Regions from separate parts of the Anas platyrhynchos genome. Here region 1 is linked to region 2. A link is a contact called in public Hi-C data. All regions are on one chromosome and are shown on one strand. The core of a region is the stretch at or near the end of the contact, and the rest is flanking DNA. Distances in the headings are between cores, read along the strand shown.

The links. Hi-C and Micro-C count contacts between places; a contact is called where the count stands out from the background.
Region 1: a contact with region 2 is called in a Hi-C map of subcutaneous adipose tissue, with 4 times the contacts expected there. The contact joins two enhancer-like sites. A contact is called at or near these places in 4 of 8 Hi-C or Micro-C datasets (F5 follicle, liver, skeletal muscle and 1 more).

The regions. Positions count from the first base shown.
Region 1 is chr2:128,057,713-128,064,401 of IASCAAS_PekinDuck_T2T, forward strand. All of the region lies in intron 2 of HDAC9 (histone deacetylase 9), which reads right to left. Among named protein-coding and RNA genes, the nearest start is that of HDAC9, 120 kb to the right of the region's middle. Within about 2 kb of position 4,354, at least 3 of the 8 cell types and tissues checked have an H3K27ac peak or open chromatin away from gene starts, as enhancers often do.
Region 2 is chr2:127,936,466-127,943,347 of IASCAAS_PekinDuck_T2T, forward strand. It overlaps HDAC9 (histone deacetylase 9), which reads right to left. Exons shown (of 26, transcript XM_038173865.2): 3 at 1,040-1,281; 4 at 1-96. Among named protein-coding and RNA genes, the nearest start is that of HDAC9, 240 kb to the right of the region's middle. Within about 2 kb of position 4,031, at least 1 of the 8 cell types and tissues checked has an H3K27ac peak or open chromatin away from gene starts, as enhancers often do.

The DNA.
Region 1 (6,689 bases), core at 3,104-5,603, 120 kb after region 2:
GCAGTAACAGGACTAATTCCCCTTAATTTGTCATCTGCACCATTTGAAAGTGAATGTAAGAGACAGCCATCCACTTTGCTATCATTTTGTCCTAATGCAAATGCATGCAGATGGTTCAGGTTAATGAATAACTGGCTTTTAAAGATGCCACAAATATTTGTCTGAAAGCATATGGTGATGAACATGTAATTCCACCGCTCTCCCCTCCAAACCATTACTCCTATTCTAGAAGATGGGCACCGATACAAACTTTTCAACAAATTATTTTCATCATATCTGGCTCATCCCACGAGCAAGTGTGCCCACAGGAATGCCTACGTTCAATTCAGTTCTGCTCCCAAGAGGCAGTTCCCATTAAATGCTGATTTCAGTTACCAAAAAACTTCACATCCACACCACTTAATACTGCTGCACTACATTGGGTAGCTTTTTTGTCTTATCTTTCACTTGTTGCTCCCTTAAAAGACTGAATTGTGAGACTGCTACCAAGGACAAGACATGTGGCTTAACCATCTGCAGTAGCTACCGATGACCTTTACCTCTTCTGTGTTATGGTACCACCAAATTGAAAAATCAATCAGAAGAGTGCCAGCAGGTAGACAATGCCATCAAACACCTGTTTATACCATACTGTGGAAAACAGCTCCATGTAAATTATCTTGCGGACATGTTCAACATTTACTTTTTAGAGAAACTTTTTTCTACGTGTCTGGATGGGGCCCTCAAAAATGCCTTAAAAATCTAATAAGGAGCCAGGAATTCTTGTGGTTTCATTTCAATTCTGCTACTGACTAGTTGTGTGGTCTTGGAAAAGGCACTTATCCTTTCCCTGGGTTTTATTTCTCACATATGGTGATATTAATATGCAATAGAAACTAAGAGCGTATCATATGCGAAGCTGAGAAAACAAGTTAACGTACACAGGGAAAAAAAAAACAAAACTGCTATATATTCATCAACATAAATTCAATTTTAGCACTATCTGAGATTACTGTTTGTTGGCAGATGAAACCATTACTGTGAATAACACAGGGCACGGGAGAGAAACCCAACAGCTGCCCCGGGCTGCTCACCTGCACATACACTCCGACCCACCTGCGGCTTGACGTGCACCTTCTTGCTGTTGCCAGCCGGGCAAGGGGCTCGCCACCAGCAGTCACCAGGGAGGAGGCGATGCGTTGCAAGATGATTTATGCCGCAGTGCTCACAGCCCGTGGTGCCTTTTGCATACGCCATTCATAACCGCAGCTCCCACTGCCCAGCCCTTCCTTGAGGAGGTAGCACCATGAGTAAGGAAGAGTAGTCTGTGTTTCACTACCCTTGCTGTGTTTCACTACCCTTACGATCAGCAAACTGCATTACCCCAGGGATCAGCAAAGACTTTCTGACTTTGCAGGCCAGAAAACCAGGCTGTGGTATTCATGTGGAAAGCATGTGCACATCTCTCATTTCTCATCTCTGCATTTTACTGTAGATAGTACTAATTTAAAATATCAGTTGAACACACATGCTGTTTTTTTTTTTATCTCAGTAAAACTTAGTACAATGTGCTGATACCATGCCCAAGTTTCCCACTCTTGATTCTGAAAAAAAAAAAAAAATATATATATATATATATATATAAAATATATATATAATATCTATATATATAGATAGATAGATATATAAAATATATATAGATATTTTTTGTGGAGAGCTGGAACAGTAAGTGACCTAAAGACTGAGAGAGAAGCAACATCGTCTACATGCAGCATACTATTAATTTCTGAGACTGAGATGAAGTGACATAGTACAGGTCTGAGGCTTGGCAGAACAGCTTCTGATCCTTACCAAATCCTACCAGATGCTGCTGAGGAAAGGGCTCTTGGATCCTCCCTGAAAGACAGTTCCTTTCCAAAGGAAAAGACACTTGCAGACCTTTTCCTGAGGAAAACGATGGTTTTGCCACAGTGCAATAGTGGACTTCAGAAAAGCTCCCACTCTGTCCAGGGATGAAAAGGGTGCATTTGAGACAGCCTCAAGCTGCCACACAGCTGCACGGCTGGACAGCCAGGTGTGAGCAGGGCTGTGGCTGCCTCACAGAAAGATTTGCTACTGAATTCTCCAGGAGGTGTCAGTTCTCTTCTGGAACACATAAACCTTTCTAACTGAAGCTTTGTTTTAAGCTGGTGAAATTAATTTCACAGCAAAAAGTTTCTTTCCTGGACCCACTGAGAGCAGCTTCTGAAGCCCTGGAGGAACGTCTCCTGTTAGATCTTTCAAAGGAGAGAGCAGGCAGAAAGTCATGACAACCATGCTGGGAATCACCACAGCATTTAAATACATACTGAGTAATAAGAAAATTATTTTCTAGGTACTCCACTACAGCAAAATTCATGCACAGGGCTTGATTTAAAGCACGCCTGTTTCCCTGTGAGGATTCTCTTTAACCTGCAAAGGTCAGGGACGGTCTCTAAGCTCATTAGGCTACACTGGAATATGAGCCTGAGGGAAAAAGCTTTTCTTTCTTCCCATTGTAAATTCTTTCACGCATAGATAACTAGCTATTTTTATAGAAATTGTGAAAAACAATCATATCTGAGATGTCATAATTTACCTTAAGGTCCATGAAGCCTAGAACAGCAGTGTAACAAATTTTTAAGGTAGCAAGGAGGACAAATCATATTTCACACCAGCAATTCTAAAGAGATCAATTTTATTCTGCCTAAAATATCCCTGTAGTTCCCAGGAAAGCCAGCTGTGCAAAAAGACTCATTTTATTATAATTTCCAAAAGAAGAATAGCATTCTCATCTCATTTTAGAGAAAATGAAAAATGACAGGGTTTCATTATTTCCTACAGGATTTTGCAGCCCTTAGAAACCTCTCCATTAAAGCATAAATACGAAAGAAAATGTTTTCTGATGCTGTTAGGAAAGTCTGTCACCAAAGATGTATATTATGCTGAAGAGAGTTCATAGCATGTATAATGAACAGTTCTCAGGGGAAAATATGCTATTTAGCACCACATTTTCACATGAAATTCATATTCATTATCTCTGTGTTGTGAAAAAGCCTTCAAAGAACATTTAATCATTAGCTAATATTATAATGATGATAAAGCTGCAGTTATATTATAAAGGAAATATGTCCATGCATCTAAAGACTTAAATGTTTCAAATTCGGGGTATTTGCATTTGGCCTGTTTCTTCTGCAGCTAAAACATCGCTTTGGGACAGACACACTGACTTAGCACCTGCTGCTGAAAGCAATTCCCTAGACTCTCAGAGGTGTTCCCAGTCACCACTGCAGAGACAGCACAGCACAACAGATAATACACTTATGTTGCCTGAGAGGAACAGACCTTAACGTTCCGGTCCTGTTTATAAAAGTACTCTGCAAATGTTAGCATCTTTCCTAAACACACCTACATGTTTATATCTGTAAGTAGATGTAACTATCATGGTGCACCTGATATTAGTGACCTGTACATGTGCCATGGACTGCATGCACTGCCTTGAGATTTCATGCCACTAAAACCCATGAATAATAAAAAATCAGTTATTTTTGTATAAATACGTATGTATGCCTGGGTGCTTCTGTTTTCAAAATGTCATTATGCACTGTGACTTACTGCCTATTACATCATTTGTTGGAATAAAAAAACAATTCAAAAGATTTGGTTCTTCTTTCTAACCAAACAGATAAGTTTTTTGCATACAGAAGGAGGAGAACTGGAAATAGCAATTTAATTTATCAGGGATACCTATGATCACTGTTCAAATGACAGGCTAGGCACTCTATTTCTAAAACTAAATTTATGTCTTGCTTCAAAAACGAGCTGTAACATACAGCAGAAGCTATACAGTCACCTTACTACACCATGGATGTATCGTGACCAGAGGGTTAAAGCATGATACCACCACGCAGGCCACACACAATCAAAATTAATAAAACCAAGCCTAGTCTATGCCAAGGCCACTGCATTTTGAGCAACTGTTTAAATGAAAAAGGTTCATTTCACTCTCCTTTTAAATTTATATTGCAACTGAGCTTTCTTAGCATTAAATCTTGTGCTGGAGACGTTTGCTGGGCGAACTCGTCTCATTCAGAAGCGCCACCAGGAGCCGACCCAACACGACGCACCGGCTGCCTCCGACACCAGCCCCAGCTCTGCTCTTAGGCTCCTGCCTGCTCCCAGTGCTCCTTTCCCCTGGCTTGCCACTAGCATGAAGGAAAGTTTCATAAACAGTGACATGTGTTAATTCAAACTAAATACAGGACAGCAGTTCTTTTTAGGCAGTAAAGTCCCGTCTGCATATTTTCGCTGTTGCATAATTGTTACCTTTAGCTCATAAACTTCAAGGTCAATTCAAGGCCAAGATTAGGTGTTTAGCACATGGAACTAAGAAATGCTGCTCTAAGTAGCAGACTTTATGAATCACAGCATTTTGTTCTCGTTTGGGCTTTTTGTTTTGCCTTGGCTTTATTCTTATTATCTAGCAGTTTTTAATCCAGCTTCACAAAATGTACTGTTATATGGTACTGTCAAGCTAAAAGTACAGTTTATATACTTGGAATGCAAGGCTAACATATTTCTGTCCTCCAAATTCTATTTCCCCTCTAACAATCACATCAAACCTTCAAAGTTTGTTTGCTGAAGAGCAGAAACCCAGCCACCAAAAGAAAGCACTATTTATTCAGAGCCAGTATCAAACATTGCAGAAATTTATGCAGAGTAAGAACTTTAGTTACAAAGATTACACCAAATTGTTCCTTCATACAGAAAGCCATGATAAAGTTTGTGATACGATTCCAACAAAATACACACTAATTCACATTGCTCTGTCTCACTTCTAAATGTTAACCACATCACAGCACTAGAAGCAAACTGCTAGAGGAACTTTTTCTTCTGCTCACATCATGAATATTTTACTTTGTGCAGGACAGAAGCACACTGTGTAACATTAGGAAAGACATACTAAGTTAATCAGAAGAATACTAAGAAACTACAAGGGAGCTCACAAACTAAACAACTCCTTAAATCTTTTCCGAATCTCCACACAAAGGTAGTTTAGAGTGGTGAGTGGTACTCCACTGCCTCCTGTGTGCATGCTCTTGATACCCAAGATGCAGCAAATAATGTCATCAATTTCCTTCAATTACCTTGCAAAGGATTAATTTGCACTCAGGGAATAAAAGGTTGCGACAGCAGCTTTTGGATCACTCAACAACAGAGTCCAGCACTTACAGCCAGACTCAGAAGCTCATGGCAGAAGGGAAAAAATTCATTTGCTTAGCGTTCTTTAATTCTTTGTGCTCTAATGAGAGACCATTGTGATTTACGACTAAATAGCACATATATTTTGCTCAGGAGAAAAGCCTTTCATAACCTGCTCAGTTCTGTGGAACTCAGGCGCTATGAGATCTAAGTCTGCTCATAAACCTGGTGTCCCGCTGAAAGCGATTTGCTAGCCTTTCAATTAAAAGTGGTTCTGTGTGCTGCTGTGCTTTCAAACTACAGGGCAAAGTGCTAAAATAGTGCATTAAATGCAGATTAAAAAAATATAAGAAAGGAAACGAAAAAGCAATAATGATGGTGCACAAAAGTAGTAAGTAGTTAGTAGTTGTTTTTTAAAATGGGGTCGTTTACAGTTAATTAGGCATTCTTTTCCTGATTTGATTACATAAAGAGTTGGTCTGCAATACTATAGCAAATGAAGGTCACTGTGGCTACAGGAGAAACCCTATATGCTGTGACAAATCCAATAACCATCAGGGTATTTGGTTCATAGAAATAAAGCATTTCTTAAAATATTTTGCTGATTTGCTAAGGTATGGGGAGACATTTTGCTGACTGTGAAGCCTGACATTCCCAGAAGGATATCTATTATATAGTGAAGTTCTCACCAAATTTGCTTATGGGATGGGAGTCTGGTGCTTAGGAAGCGAAGGGTGCATGGACAGGTTACAGGGATTACGGTTCTAAGAAGTGAAGAGGAACAGAGGAGAGAAGCAGAAGGATGAAACTTCTTTCCATTCTCTGCTTGTACTTGTTGAACAAAAAAAAAAAAAAAAAAAAAAAAAAAAAGGTGAAAAGTATGATTTTTCCTTATGGCTAGATAAGCACCAAATATAAAAATTACCTTCAGAAATTGTAATTATCGGTGGAAAAGAGACTGTTGTCTGTAGTGTGTTTAAACCTCGAGGTAATAAAATAGGAAAAAAAACCGTATCAGAAGTAAAAAGTTAAATTTACTCTAAGAAATAGTTCAAACTCGATGTAAAAGTTTATAATTGCAGCTGTAAAGAAAGACTTCGAGCTCCCCCTAGGGGTTTCTACTTGCTCCTTCACAAATACTTTTTTTTTTTTAAAGCATATCCTATATCCATTAACACATTTTTACAACTGGGGAAGATACTTTTTGTTTGTTTGTTTTTCTTTTCCTATGTGAAAAAGGTACTAGGTATAATAAGCCGTCCTTTTCTTTACCCTGAGAGCAAAAAATTGCTCTTATGCATTTGATCTTAAATCACAACCACCTCCTAATTATTTGTGAGAAAACATACTGAACCAAAGCAATTATGACTTTGTCTTTAGAATTAATAATCTCATAGCTGAACATTGATGTGAACCACTACTAATTAATTTTTCTTCAAGCAGTATCACCCATCATATAATGCACTTCTAGTGTTTTGTTTTGTTTTTTC
Region 2 (6,882 bases), core at 2,781-5,280:
CCTCTCCAGCTCCTGCTCTTGTCTCTGCTGCTCCAGTTTCTGCTCTTTTTCAAGAAGTTCTTGCTGTTGTTTAATGGCTAGGAGTTCCTGTTGTAGCTTGCACAGAACAAAAAGACATGAGAAAATGCAGTTTGCAGTGTTTTCTAGGTCAATCCTGGCCAAAATAACCCCCTTAAATAACTGAGTATTAGTGCTTTTCTGTGTGCTTACACTTCTTTTTACCTCCTAACTGCCTTTCCAGTCTTTTTAGCAGCATAGTGCATTACCAGCTGTCACTAAAATGAACTCTACTATCAGGTAGCAGCTGGCTGCTGTAGTTACTCATCTTCCTCTTTTGGCAAAAATGCATGGAAACTGCATAACGCACTTTGCCAGTGTGTCACCAAATCCTGGCTGCTGTGCTCAGCTGCATTTGTCAGCTTTGTCCAGTGGAAATTTAGCACGGTAATATAACAGCAAGTAGATCAGAAGAAAAAAAAAGTATAAATAAAAAGAAAGGCAAGATCATGAATTCACAGCCAAAATCCATTATAGCAGTCCTACCATTGCACAAATCTTTTTTTTTTTTTTTTTTTAATGTTATGTGAGGCAGCTAAGAGAAGGGTGAAAACACAAAGTTTGCTTGGCCTACCTCTGTTTTACAAATGCAAATGTTATGTACTTGTCTATTGATTTGATTTGTGGGTATAAATTCAGACAGCAGCCAAAAAAGCAGTCTTTTAATATACTCAAAATTGTTCACACTGAAAAGACAGCCATATTGAAGTCAGGCTGAAAATTTAACATTGTGAAATTGGTAGTTTGATTTTTTGTGGATTTACAGGCTTCAAGAGTTTGGGGAGTGTTATAATACAACTTTGATCTGCTGGGAACAACTTGCTGGCAGTTATTTTGCTTGAACATGCTTCTGTTACCCAAACAGAGAGGAAAAAGCACTCACACTCCATCTCATAGATACAGGAACACTCCCTTTAGCTGAGTCTGTCTCAGCATATTCAGTTTGCTAATATACTGAGGGAAAAATTGAAAATGTTGCTACCTTTATGTGCTCCTGCAGCTGGGCCTGATGCTGGCGGGTCAGGTTTTCATGCTGCTTCTGAAACTCTGCAATCAGCAGTTGTTTCTGAATTTGCTGCTGCTGCTGGATCAGAAGTAGTTCCTGCTGTAGCTGCTTTTCACGCATAATTGGGTCCACCATGGGAACCATCATCCTGAGATCGGTTCGCAAGTCTAATGGTGAGATAGGCTCTAATCCCACAGGAACCTCCGACTTCACATCCACTGAGAAAGGAAAACAACAAAATATATACATGTTAAATATAACTGGAGAAGCAGAATAGAGATTATTCTTACTGGGTAAAAGAACAATTTCACTCAAAGACTCCTTCAATGTACATAGCCAACATTTATGAAAACTATACAGTATGCAAACTTCTAATATTTCTACTAGCAACCAGAGATTTTCCAAACCATTTTATCATTTTCCAGAAAATGTCTGGAAAGAATAATCCTGGATTAATATTCTGCTAAATAGATTAACAACCAATTCACTTCTAAAACCATGTCTCAGCCTTCAGGAGCATTATTTAGTGAGAACCTCCCAGACTCTATGAATGCTTAACAACAAAGTGCTCTGGGCACTTCTTCAGCTTGATGTGAAGGCTTGTAGTTCTTTCTGGGTTGAAAGACATTTTCTAAAATAGAAAGCTAGCGTGTAGATTATCCAAAGATGGTGTTACAGACAGATAGCTATTGCATATAATATACCTGGCCTTGTAGCAAACCCACAGGAGTAACACACATGAAATTACAGGAGAATATTGGACACACAACATGAGAAGGATTAATACAGCTTTTTGGAAAATCACCACTGTGCTTGGAGTAGATTAGACACCGTACTCTATGCATGTCTTGCAAGAAAATTAAAACATGTTAGATTATTTCAATTTTCTGCCATAATGGTATATATTATTAATCCATCATTAAAGTGAAGAATGAAGAAGCCTGTGGGCTTCCATCTCCTGACTTAAACAGAAAGAACGGAAAAACAGCAGAAGAGAGAGAGATTTGATGATTTTCACTATAATACTTTTAAAACTCATGTTTTCATATTAAGAAATGAGACAGAGCATAACTGTACCTGTTAAAAAAGAACAAAAAAACTAGCAAGTATCATTTTTACAAGAGGAAAATAGCACAGGTCTGCGACAGTGCTTAGCAGTTCTGATTCCATCCACTAGAGGACAGTGGAATACAAACACATTAACTGCAATTCCTGCTACTCAACCAGAAAAAGAAGATTGTTAACTAGAAACAAACATGATGTCAGGAAATGACCAGACTACACATTTTTCTCATTTTATTCTGTTATACCTGTATTTGTATTCCACGAGAAAACTAAAGGGAAGCAGTGAAAAAATCTAGCAAACAGGAGCAGTAAAGCTGCAGAAGTCGAAACTGTAGCAAACAGACAGAACTGAACTCTACTGCACAATAACACCTACTGGCATAAAATATACAAATATACAACATATTTTTACAAAAAAATGTGAGGCAATGAATTTCTTTTACTGACCATATTCCCTCATGGTCAATATTCTGGAAACATTTGCTAGGGGATTTTTTTTTCTTTTTCTTTTTCTTTTTCTTTTTCTTTTTCTTTTTCTTTTTCTTTTTCTTTTTCTTTTTCTTTTTCTTTTTCTTTTTCTTTTTCTTTTTCTTTCTTTCTTTTTTTTTTTTTTTTTTTTTAATCCTAGCAACTGTGATTGTAAACCTCAGAGCATAATTTGTCTTCTTAACCTGTTATCCCAATAGAATGATTGTGTCTAAGTGCTTACTTTTGTTCTGAGACTAATCGCTAAATTATAAAAAATCACCTTTAACTTACAAAAACTACTCTTGATTATAAATAATTGCCCCAGACCAAGAGAAACGGACAGGCAAAGCCCCAGCCTTTCATCCCATTTATTCAGCAGCAATCCACATTCCATTTGTCTAGACTAAATATAGCTGCGTTTATACAAGAAATCAATAGTGCTTGCAGAGAGCAGAGCAAAGACATGAATATTTCATCAAACTCTGAGAGAAATGGCAATCAGCGAACTGACAGTGCTGTGCAGGCTCACTGCCCCTCCAGATAAGTCTCCGGCACTTGGACAATGGCTCGCTGCCTGCAAGTCACAATCTTATCATAGGCGCTCTGCTATTTTTAACATTAATTGCAATGTAGGTGACAAAGGCTTATCATGTTTAAAGTAGAGAGACGGACTTTCTTACAGCTACTGTGACAGGATAATAAGCCTTACTTGGAGCAATAATAGTAACCGGAGCCGTGCAAACCCTGCAGGGTTTGGTTTGCAATAGTGTTTGCAAACTGAACCCTGCAGTTGATTTTGCAGATACTGGCTACAAATCAACCCCTACAAGTCCTCATGGCGAGTCAGTCTGATTACACCTCCTACTCCTGCTGAGCATCCCACCTCTTCGTTCTAAGAGCTCTTCTCTGTAACTGTGAGGGGAAGACTTGAGACTTTTCTAACAATGGAAATTTCCTTCCACAATTTGTAAAATGGAGAACTGAAAGCTCAGTTTGATAAGATACAGATTTTCAAGAATTTTTACACACTCAAATAATAAATCTAATACTGGAACACCTAATTCATCAGATTCAACTTTAACTTGCGCGTTAACACAGGAGAAAATAAACATTAAAGTATTCCTAGAAACTTGAATACATAGAAATCTATATAAAATCTTTCATGTTATTTAAAAGCCAATGTTTACTGACAAATAAAGACAAGCAGTATTTCCTGTCATAAATATTGCTAACAGTAAGTTTACCTCCAATTCTACTAATAACTGTTGACACAGCAGCTATTGGCTTTTGGTGGTAATTGCTGTCTTAAAACTCTAACAGTTAATAGTGAAGTTGATAATAGTTAACCTCCTCAGCCAGATGATTCTCCACAAGTAGCCATAAAGCTACCAAACAATACTGTGTTATCGCCTGCTACATGGGCCTGATGCCACAGGCCATTTACATTCTTCTTACTTGTTATCAGCTGACAAGGAAGAGACAAAGAAGCCCTGTGGAGTTACATCAGTGTGAAAAATGTGTAATGGAGCAGAGAATCAGAATCAGTGTCTTTAACAGCTTTGAATTTTAGCTGAAGCATCTTCCTCCCCGCCACCCTGACAAAACTGTAACACTAGACAGACCAAAGGTGATGCAGAATGTTTATTCTCAACAAGGAAGTGTGTACGTGTATTTCACCCCATCCACGCTGGGATAAATGTATTTTGGGGGTAGAAAAAGGAATGGCCTAATCACCACGCTCCACTTTCAAGAACTTTTCACAAGAAGCAGTGGGATGTAGAACTTCCAACAACTGATGCATCAAGCTGTTAGCCAAAGAAAGAAAAAGATGGGTAAGGAAAGAAATATGTGTAATAGGTTCATAAAGACCATCTCCACTTGAAGGAGCCCTGTTTTGCAGGATTCCTGGTGTCACCAGTGCAGCGAGGTCCTAGTGGGTACAATTCAGGGTGGGACACTGCCCTGTTCTCTCTCTGCTGTGGTCTGGAGATGATCCTTCCCAACATCTCTGCTGACTACAGGGCAAGCCCAGGGAGTCCCCTCTACAGATAACTAAGGTCAGATTCTCTTCTGAGCTCAAGTTAGCTGTGGTGAATATGACAGTAGTCTGCCGAATATAAACTAAAAATGAAATGTTAGTGTCAGCAATTCCAGGAAAAATGTCAAAATTTTAGCAGAAAAATACTTAATTTTCAGCTATAAGTAACTGCAAAGGCTTCTCCCCCCCCCTCCCTTCTTTTTGTATAAAAACTCAGTGGCCTTTATCTTTATCTTCCATATCAATTATATTCCATAGTTGCATTTCCTGCAGTGCTTTTGATATTCTGTGTAAAGAAAATAAGATACTTCGAAAACGTCATGCTTGTTGAGTATATTTAAAGACTTGTAGCATATTTAAAAAGAGATAAAAAGAGCTTGTTTTAACCCTGGTGCCTTGTTTTTTGAAACAATTTCTTAAAATGGGAATCACTGAAAAATGGTAAGTCTTTCACTAAGAGATAGCATTTCAAGCTTGTTTCTAGTGACTAGCTTCAATTTCTGCACACTGGTATATTAAAATACACGAGTCTTCTGAATCACAAGGGCTAAAAGAAAATAGCAGGAAATAAAGCAGCCCACTTCTTTTTTGTTGGCAATTACCTGTCCTGGCAGACATCTATGCCATCTTTAAAAACAGGAACCTAAAGAAGGGCTGCTGCAATCAGTTGAATTGTTGTCATTCTTCATTTGAGATGTAATGAAGAGTTCTAGTAGACTTGCTTACCAGAATACATAGAGTGCATTTTTGATTCTTACATTAGGAGAACTGTGTTAATTTGCAGGGACTGCAGGGACTCAAATTAACCCTTTCACAGTGGAATTTCTCACACATCTGACTATGCTGTTGGGCTAGGAGAGGGAGGCAGACAGGAGAGAAGAACAGGGAATTAAGCTGGTTAGACTCTTGTTCCTGCTTATTCATCCAAGGCAGCATTTTACTTGAGAAGCAGTTAAGGTTTATGAAGTGATCAAGGAGGCCTACAAAAGTTGGAATGCTAAACTAAAATTACATGTGACAAGAGACAGAAGACAAGCTCCTCCAACTAACAACTTCAGTATTAGGCAATAAAAGTGTATTCCTGAAAACAGACAAAAACAAGTAAAATTTTGAAGAGTAATCCTGCCAAGAAATGAGCATACCACATCCCAAACATCAACTCAGTGAAGTATTACAAAGAAAAAAGAATGTGAGAGCAGTTTATACTAGTGCTACTCCTTTGAACTCTCTTCTACAAAACAGAACCCACCTGAAGTGCTTATTAAGTTGTATAGTACTTTGCATAGTTTTCATATGCTTTTCATAAAATGAAAAACAGAACAGTTTTGCACATTTTAGTGTAAAAGAGACTGCCTCCATTTGACCTCTTGATTCAGAGAAAGTGAAAACCCCTCCTGTTTCAGGATTAGCCACCAGTAAATCATGACATAATCAGAGGGCTAAGGAATTTACAGAAAATAGGTTGAAATAGTGGAAAGATGGAAGATCCACTGAAAATGAAGACAATGCATTATATTTGCATTCCAGTTTAAACCCAGAATTCTCTAGATTTATGTACCACATCATTCAGGACTTGAAAAGCACTGATATCTGGAAAGCCATAAGACACCAGTAATGAAGCAGAGAAGGGGCACAAAGAAAGGATTTAAAATTTCTGAGTACATTGAGGCAGAGCTTTCCCTGTTGAAAAGCAGTGTTACAGGAACATTGCTCACTCTGTAATCTAAGAGCAGTCCTGGCATAATGATAAGGCACTGCTTGCCATCACAGCCAGTGTAAATAAAGAGCTAATAGAGCAATGTGTCAGCTGTGGGCATACTGGAAAATTAAGTGGGCAACTTGGTTTTGAACAGCCATGAATAAAGAGGATGGAGTCTGGCATGAAAACCACTATAGCAATTGCTTAACATACTAATTTGCAGAAAATTTTCCTAATTTGGAGCCTACTTCCCACAAGTCACAACTTTCTGATGCAAGCTGTGCCACTACAAGACCTTCACTACAGAATGCAGGAGCTAGAAGTTGAAATTTTAAGAATAACCAGTACAGAATCAGAAGTCAGATGTTCAATAAACTGTGAAAGGTTAGGTTACCTCCCATGGTATGCTTTTATCATTCCAGCTTTGGTGACTAAATTCTTGTACATCAATTCTCAGCTGGTATAATCTGTCATCCCTCTGTTGACTTCAATATAGGCAAAGCTTCTTTATGCCACCCGAGAAGCTTGATCCAGAATCTCTCTCACGAG